Linked DNA regions of Arachis hypogaea: region 2 is linked to region 1. The links are chromatin contacts, called in public Hi-C maps. All regions are on one chromosome and are shown on one strand. The core of a region is the stretch at or near the end of the contact, and the rest is flanking DNA. Distances in the headings are between cores, read along the strand shown.

Evidence for each region. A called contact is a pair of places that touch in the nucleus more often than the background predicts.
Region 2: a Hi-C map of leaf shows a contact between it and region 1, with 2.7 times the contacts expected there. The contact joins the promoter of LOC112775521 here to the enhancer-like site in region 1. A contact is called at or near these places in 2 of 8 Hi-C or Micro-C datasets (leaf and an unstated tissue).

What each region holds. Positions count from the first base shown.
Region 1 is chr3:27,952,426-27,956,610 of arahy.Tifrunner.gnm2.J5K5, forward strand. LOC112790029 (a long non-coding RNA gene) reads right to left here. Exons shown (of 6, transcript XR_011879665.1): 4 at 4,152-4,185; 5 at 4,017-4,067; 6 at 3,169-3,629. Among protein-coding and RNA genes, the nearest start is that of LOC112790029, 5.2 kb to the right of the region's middle. Within about 2 kb of position 2,201, at least 3 of the 3 cell types and tissues checked have open chromatin away from gene starts, as enhancers often do.
Region 2 is chr3:27,997,230-28,001,414 of arahy.Tifrunner.gnm2.J5K5, forward strand. LOC112775521 (diacylglycerol kinase 4-like) reads left to right here and starts at 1,694. Exons shown (of 12, transcript XM_025819184.3): 1 at 1,694-2,254; 2 at 2,580-2,702; 3 at 3,264-3,401; 4 at 3,490-3,575. The coding sequence starts at 1,853.

The sequences.
Region 1 (4,185 bases), core at 951-3,450:
CAGTTAAATGATACGGTAATTAATTTTATTAATCTTAGTAAGATGTTACACAATTTTAGAAATTTTTTAAAATAATTTTATAGGTTTCAGTAATATGATTTAGGAAATTAGTGACTTTTTAGTAAGTTTATTAATAATAATAATAGTATATTATAAGAAATAAAGAAAATAAAAATTATCTTTTGTATTATATTAGTCTCAGTTGGCAAATTAATTATTATGTCCTAAAAATTTTATCCAACGTAGTAATATATCATGAAAAATTATAAATTTATAGAATATTAAATTAGTATTTTCTAAGTAAATTTTATTACGTAGTTGATGGATATTATCATTGATTCGGGAAACAAATCAAAATTGAAAAGAAAATGTAGGTAACAAGTTTTAGGGTTCAAATAATGAAATAAAATATTTTGAGGAAGAACAAAAGAAAACCCTAAATCCTAAATCTTGTATTCTGAACTCTAAATTAGTAATTTATAGAGTAATTTAATTTATTATTCTAATATATATATTGAACCTCTATTGATTTGTTACATTAATATTATTAATTGTAGTTAACTGATATGCAGAAAAATTTAGTTTACTATATTTATAATAAGTCTTAGTTTTTCAAAGTTATATTTATTTTTAATTTAACAAATATGATATTTTTTTAATCATTTTTAATAATTTTAAAAGAGTAACACCAAAAGAATATTCTTGCTCATCACCTCGCAGAATTAACGTAAAGCTAACCTCAACATCTCATTTTTTGTTGATTTCATCGTACTCAAAAAAGAAGCGTACATAGTAGCATTTTTTTATTTTGGTAGACGTTATTGTAAAAGTTATTTAAAAAGATTATATTTTAAAAAACAATTCTTTATGAACATATATTCGCCGTTGCACTGTTAGAATTTACCTAAAATAATAAAAAAAAAGTTAATAAGAAGTAAAAATAATTGAGATAAAGTCATATCAGTAACAATAGACTGTAAAAAAACGTGTAGTAAATTTTTTAATAAAAAATGTTAGCAACATAATAATTTTATCGGCTCCGCTATGTTACCAACAGCATATCTGCCAACTTCTGCCAACTCTTATTTATAATTGTGTTTCATGAAAGTGTGTTCGTGGATGTGTCTAATAAAAATGTATTTTTTATAACTGTGTTTAATAGAAGTGTCTTTATAGATATATTTTCTGGATGTGTCTCTTCATATATGTATTTAAAATATATTAATTATTAGACACATCTATGAATACACTTCTATGAAACACAAATATAAATAAGAATTGGCAGAAGTTGGCAGATGATATGTTGGTACCCTATACTTTTCCTAATTTTATATTTTTGGTTGAAATAGTATTGTGCAGTTACCTTCTATACTCATTAAAATAACTATTAGAGTTAATGTTGGTAAAATACGATAGTTACGAATGGAAAAGGAACAATAGAAACAAATTAGTCTGAAAATATATTTTCCCATCATTTGTTATTATTTGATTTGCCAATCCAACTTTTCCAATCGAATCTAACAAGAACTTATGCAACCTAGAACTGTTGACTGAGTATATATAGGGGGGCAAATATACGTTCGACCTATATCATAACAAAGCCACTAGGTTGGTCCTCCTGTTTCAGGCTCCTCGCATGCGTAGACAACAACACCAGCAGGTGTCAGAACCGAGCAATGTCCACCGGCAACACCCCCCAAGCCTCTTACGAAGAGGTAGCATCCATGGAGCACATACGCGACCTAATCGCTGAGGCACGCGGAGACATCCCGGAATGCATCTCCGTCGCAGAGAGACTGAGGCAAGAACGCTGGGCGGCCGACAACGCGGATGAGGTCGCGAGGCTCATTAGCAACACACGGGGAAGAGGAGCAGGTGAGACACTTAACTTATTCAAGTTTGCATGCTTTAGTTTCCCTTATGTACGCAACTGTGGCACACCCGTTCCCCATGGATGCATTCAGCTGAACCCAAAAGAACCATTTTTCTATTTGCAGTCGACGAGATGGTGCCGGATCGTGACTGGAGCAAGGTTGCCGTTTAGAGGAGCTGCCAAGCAGGTCTACATCAACTTTGCAGGGAGCTGGGTCGAGCGGCTCCATATTACCAGATCCAAACATGAGACTTCACCGTTGTGGGAATTGTTCACAGGTTCTTCATCCTCATTCCTCCGGGAAGGCGCACGGGTGCTCTCTCTGCAGTCGGCAGGTTCTCCACAGACCCCCACATTGCCCTGGAAAATGGGGCGTCGGAGATGATACGGCTACTACTGGAGATTTTCGGTAAGCACCTGGATGACTACAACTACGATCTGCTTGACGAGTCTCTCGCAGTGAACTACGATCTTCAGTGGGAAATCGGGGCAGTGAAATCCAGCTACCGGGAGCTCCGTTCCTCATACAGGTATGTACTTCGCTGTAACAACCCGGAGTTGGTCGAGTCTAACTCCAACTCTTCGTGATAAGGTTCGAAAGTATGAATCTCCCCAACCATCCCTGAAAACGCAGTAGCCAAACCGTATCAGCTGGAACGTGGGTTAAATGGCGTTCATAAAGTATGGCCGGGAAGATGCCAATTTTCTTTACGTCTAACTTGTGTTTACTTAGTGTTGTCCTCTTATTTATAATTCTCGTTTTGTGTGACTAGAAATGTAAAATTCATGGTATTAAGTGCAGTGTTTGTCGGATAAGATATCTTTGCTTCGCGAGTTAAATCTGTTGATCCGGGAAACATGATTTTTTATCTCACCTTGACGAGCGGCGTTTCGTATGTTACTCTACCCGTAGTGTTTATTGACTATAACCGGCGACTAATACGTTTGCCATTTTCCAACTCAATCGTAGCATACAATAGTGTTTACTTAATTAAATCAATCTTATTTTGTTGAAATTGATTTGATGTTATGAATTTTACACTAAAGTGAGGAATATAATTCAATGGTAATCCTGATATAATGAATGACGGTTAAGTGGTTCATATATGTTTCGATATCGTATACTAAGTCTCTAAAAGTAGTGTTGCATACGTCCCACTATAGTGTTGTAACCCCTCACCCAACTGCATTAGACAGTACCGGGTTGAATGTAACATAATCTCCGGTGCAGAGATTGAATGGATTGGACAGAATACATGAATTTAAAAGAAAAGCATAGCGTTCAATGCCAGTGGTGAATATGAAAGTATAAGCATATTAATTAATTAAGATTACATAAGAGTCTCGTGGGATGACCACAAACTTGAAAATTTGTCAAAAACACCAAAACATTTACTTAGTCATGATCTTTGGCCTTTACATGTACAATGAAGTGCAAGCCCATGTTCTTGACACCATCTTGGTTGTAACAGTTGAACGATCCTAACAACAAACTGGCATGACACCCAACGAAAAAATTAAATAAGGCTGTTGACAAATTGTGTGATGTGAAACACTCAACTTTTGGTATTAACATGTAAACATTTTTTCCTACACCAAATGGGCCTTATTCAAAAGTGACAAGAATTCAATTTAAAAAGCCCACGTATGTCCCACAATGGGTTTGCTATTCTGAATTTAGTGGTTAGAAAGTAAGTTGTCGACCCTCCCAGGTAACCGGCATATCACGCTTGTCGTTCGAGGGGTGGGAGGATCCCTGTATAAGAAAAAGGAAATCAAATTACCTAATTGGAATATAATGTCCAGATAGCCAACCGAAAATTACAACAGAAACTCACAATAGCTAAGTAACACAAAAGGAACAGAGGGCAACCAGAAAATCAGCAAGCTTAAAATTAAAAAACTTACACACTCGAACTTAATACTCATAACTGTAAAATTGCTTCAGTTACTTTACATTAGAGAGATTGAACTGGATAAATGCAATTTCAAAAGCCCATGAAACCGAAAAGCCAACCACATGTATACTGCCAGTGATGCTCAGAATTATTTAAAGAAGGACAACGAAAAATACAAGTGATCTTACAAGTAGTACTTTACATTTTCCCTACGGGCGATGCAAACACAACCAATCAAAACTTACAGCAAGTAATCCTGTTTCTGACTTCCTTGATTCTCCAGATCTCATTGAGTCCTGAAAATTTCACTGTCAGGGATAATTATGGTGTACTCACTTTTATGTGTTTATCACGTTGTAATAATCGACAATCGGACTTACCTAACATTTCTCATTCCACCACAACGACAACAAC
Region 2 (4,185 bases), core at 444-2,943, 44 kb after region 1:
ACTGAATTTAACAAAATAATCATCCAATTAAGAATTAAATAACCATCTATGTACCTAGTGAATTGAACATCCAGCACATTTGCGGGGTGGAAAGAGTCGATGATGACGCACGGAGGCAGGAGAGGAAATTCAATGGTGGAGGAACAAGAGGTGCAAGTCTTTCCTTTGATGCGCATTCGGCATACATGAACATTTCTCTCATTGGATTCGTCTCTGTCTAAGGTGGCTTCAAAACCAGCATCTTCAATAGCCTCCCGAATGGTCTCCTCGTTAATGAAAGTGGGGTAGAAGAGGACCTAAGCATGGTTGTTAAGAACATCTATGACGGCCTCACGAATACCCGAAAGACGTTTGATGGATTTTCAGACGGAGCTGATGCAGGTGGAGCAAGTCATTCCAGTGACGCAGAAATATGCTTTTGCCATGGACATAGTGTCCATGCTGCTCCCTTCTGCTACCATGACGCCCTTCAGGTACCTCGGCATAGAAGGGTAGCATGGTCGCGGCGAAAGGTTGCCGAAACTCGAGCCTCCATCGTTGCATACGCAAGCTAACGCCAGAAAGTTGTTAGCCATGGCGGCATGCGAACAATCGGTGGGAAGATGGTGACGTCGATGAGGTGCGGCACAGCAGTAACAACAGCACGACAGGGAGGACAAGCGAAATACGGAGAGGCTAGGCATCGTCGGCATGAGGCTGGGCGGCGTTGGCGGGAGGATGGGCGGCATTGGCTGGGCGATGTCGGATCGGACAGCAGGGAAGTGCAGCGGCACTGGGGTGACTGTGCGGACCGGAGACCGCAAATGGAGAATGGGAAGTTAACGTGATATTAGGAGTAACTGTGCCAATTGTGATTTATTTTAATTGAAAATTCTTATTTTTTAAATTTCAAAATCTGAAATTAAAAATAATTAATTACTAATCTGATTTATGATTTTAATTTTAGTTTTTTTTTATTCCATTGTTTACGTTGTTTAGTATTCTCGTTGTTTTTCTATACTTTTTCTTTTTCCAATTATATGTCACTGCATTATAAGTAGAACTTTCATTTATAATTGCTCAAACTTGATTGTGATGTAGTTGGTTATTTTCATACTTTTTGACTCCTTATTTTTCTATACTGGCTTCCTTTTTTACGACTACACGCTTGCTAAAAAATTGAAAAAACTTTTAAGAAATTTAATTTTGGTAAGACTTTAATATTACTAAATCAAGTAAGTAGTTAATTAGTAGAATTTAGTTTTTTGCATTATGTGATATTCTGATTAGAACGAACTTATGACTTATGACTTGAGTATAAATTCTTACTAAAAATGGTATTATAGATATATTAATATTTTGGTGTACTATTTTGTTTATTTGACTATTTTTATCAAACATAGGTATAGAAACATCAATGAACTCATGCAATACAAAGGTATAATTATTATATTTGAACAAAAATAAATATACTTCCTAATATAAAAAATTGATGAAAATATAGGTAATATAAGTAGATACTAATTAAAGATGTATCTTTTGTACATAAAATAATATATAAAAGAAAATAAAAAAGTAGCATAAATATCGTGGAATGCTCAAAAATTGTGGTGCATGAGCATTATGATTGGGTCACTAATTAATTCTGTAATAAAAAAGGACGTAGGATGATTTATTGTTTACCCAATTGAACTTGTCTGTCCCCACAACCATTCCTACTCTATTTCATTATACTTGTTTCTTTCTCTCTCAACCTCAGGCTATATATTTATACTATATCTTGTAATACGGTAATAGATTTATTATTGAATACCTTGAACAGAAGAACATTTTTTCAATACATTTGTCCATCAAATCATATAGTTTTTTCCTCATGAATCCGATAGAAGATAGAGAAAAAGATGTAGAGGGAGAAGAGAACCTCAGTGTAATTGCATCACCTTCGTCATCGACAACAGGAGACACATATATCAAGACCCCATTAAGATCATCAACGTTAGTAAATTCGCTTCGCGGATGTGGCCTTTCCAATGTTCGCATTGACACGGAAAATCTTAGACAAAACCTTACAATGCCACAATACCTTCGTTGTGCAATGCGTGATAGCATTCGTCTTCAAGATCTCATTACTGAAGAAACTCGTACAATTGATTCTGTGGACAATGAGATCACCGCAGAGCGAACACCCCTCGTTGTCTTCATCAATCCCCGTAGTGGTGGCCGCCATGGTCCTGTCCTTAAAGAGAGGCTCCAACATCTCATGAGTGAGGAACAGGTCATTATCATTTCATGTCTTTTTTATTTTAAATTCATAATTCTAAAAAAAGTTTAAACTTAGCACATATAATTTATTTATTTCTTTGTTTATGTTTTTCTAGTAAGAAATTATTCTATGATATAAATTAAATATGACAAAACTCTTAACAAGATTCTTTTCAATATATTTAATATTTAAAATGCGTTGAGTTTTTTCTATCAACCTGTTTTGGGATTTTATGAGGTTAGAAGTATTAAAAAATATTGGTTGAGTTTGTCTTCTTGTTGTAAAGTTTTTATTACACAATTACAATATTATTTATGTATGTTAAGTTGTGATGCAGGTTTTAGATTTAGTAGATGTGAAGCCAGATGAATTTATCCGATATGGATTAAAATGTTTAGAGATGCTAGCTGATAAAGGAGATACCTGCGCTAGAGAGATTCGTGAAAGAATAAGGATTGTGGTATATGTTCATTGTGTTCGTGATGATTGAATTATTCCACATGATAGAATGTAAAATATATTTGTATTTTTGTTGAACTCTCTACAATCACAAATTTTTTATTTCATAATATTAAATTCGTTATCGAGTACCTCCTTTTAATACTTACAACACTATTAAAACACTATTAATTTAGTTGATCACATATTACTATATAAAAAGATGAGTTATGTTATGTGTACACCAAAATCAGCCACCAGTATAAAATACATGTTGAAATACAAATACACATTGAAAATAAATTAAACCAACATGTATTTATACACAAATACATTAGTGACTGATTTTAGTGGCTGACTTTGGTGTACAAATAGAATTTTTGTAAAAAGAATCTTAAGCTAGAACTTTTAAATAGGCATGTAGACGAATATCTGGCTAATAAAAGTTGTGATTGTACATGATGAAAATAAAATAACCCTTGTCAAATATGTTTTTATGATTGATGTTAAGATATTTTACACAAAAAAATACTTTTATTATTATTTTATTGATGGCATTGAATAGATACGGTTGGATTGATAGGTTGCTGGAGGTGATGGTACAGTTGGATGGGTATTAGGATGCCTTACAGAGCTTCACAAATATGGTCGAGAACCAGTTCCTCCTGTTGCAATCATACCACTTGGTACAGGCAATGATCTTTCTAGGAGTTTTGGATGGGTAAGAAATTGCATAAATTAAGAAATGATACGTTCACTGAAATAAAAGACTAATTTATAATGTGTCTTTTTTTTTCTTGTGGTGTTAGGGTGGTTCATTTCCTTTCTCATGGAGACAAGCAATAAAGAGAACACTTTACAAAGCTACTACTGGTCCAATTTGTCGTTTGGATAGGTATATATTATAATATAAATTTAGATCTTATATTTTGTTTAATTGATTTCTCAAGAAAGAATTGTTTAGAGCTTAATATCTTATTGGACGTTGCTTGATTTTTGATATGATCTTCTTTTCAAATGCAGATATTGAACGAATATGATTAACATATTATTATAATTTAGTATGGAAATACCTTCTAGTCTTGAGTAGCCTGGGGCAAAATTAGACAATTCATGAGACAAGAAACAATATGTTTTTTCACTTTAGTGTTTGTAGTATTTCTCAAACTTTCTTTATTCTTTTGAATAAAGTGAAATGTAATAAATTAAGAAATAATAAAGGATACATATGGACTATTAAACTTAAAAAAGTTAATACATTATGATGTTAGTCCCAAAATTTTTAAAAATGACAGACGAAAAAATTACAAGAGATAAAGTTTTAATAAAGATATTCAAAATTGTGGTAGTGACTGTTGTCCTCTACAACTACATTAGGAATCACCTTAGTTGAGTGTTTATTTTCATGTATAATATTTGTAACGAAAAATATTATATGCATTTTTTTTATAAATTTCTTTTGTATATTTTCTACATTTGGTTTTAAAAACAGTTGATGAAAAGTG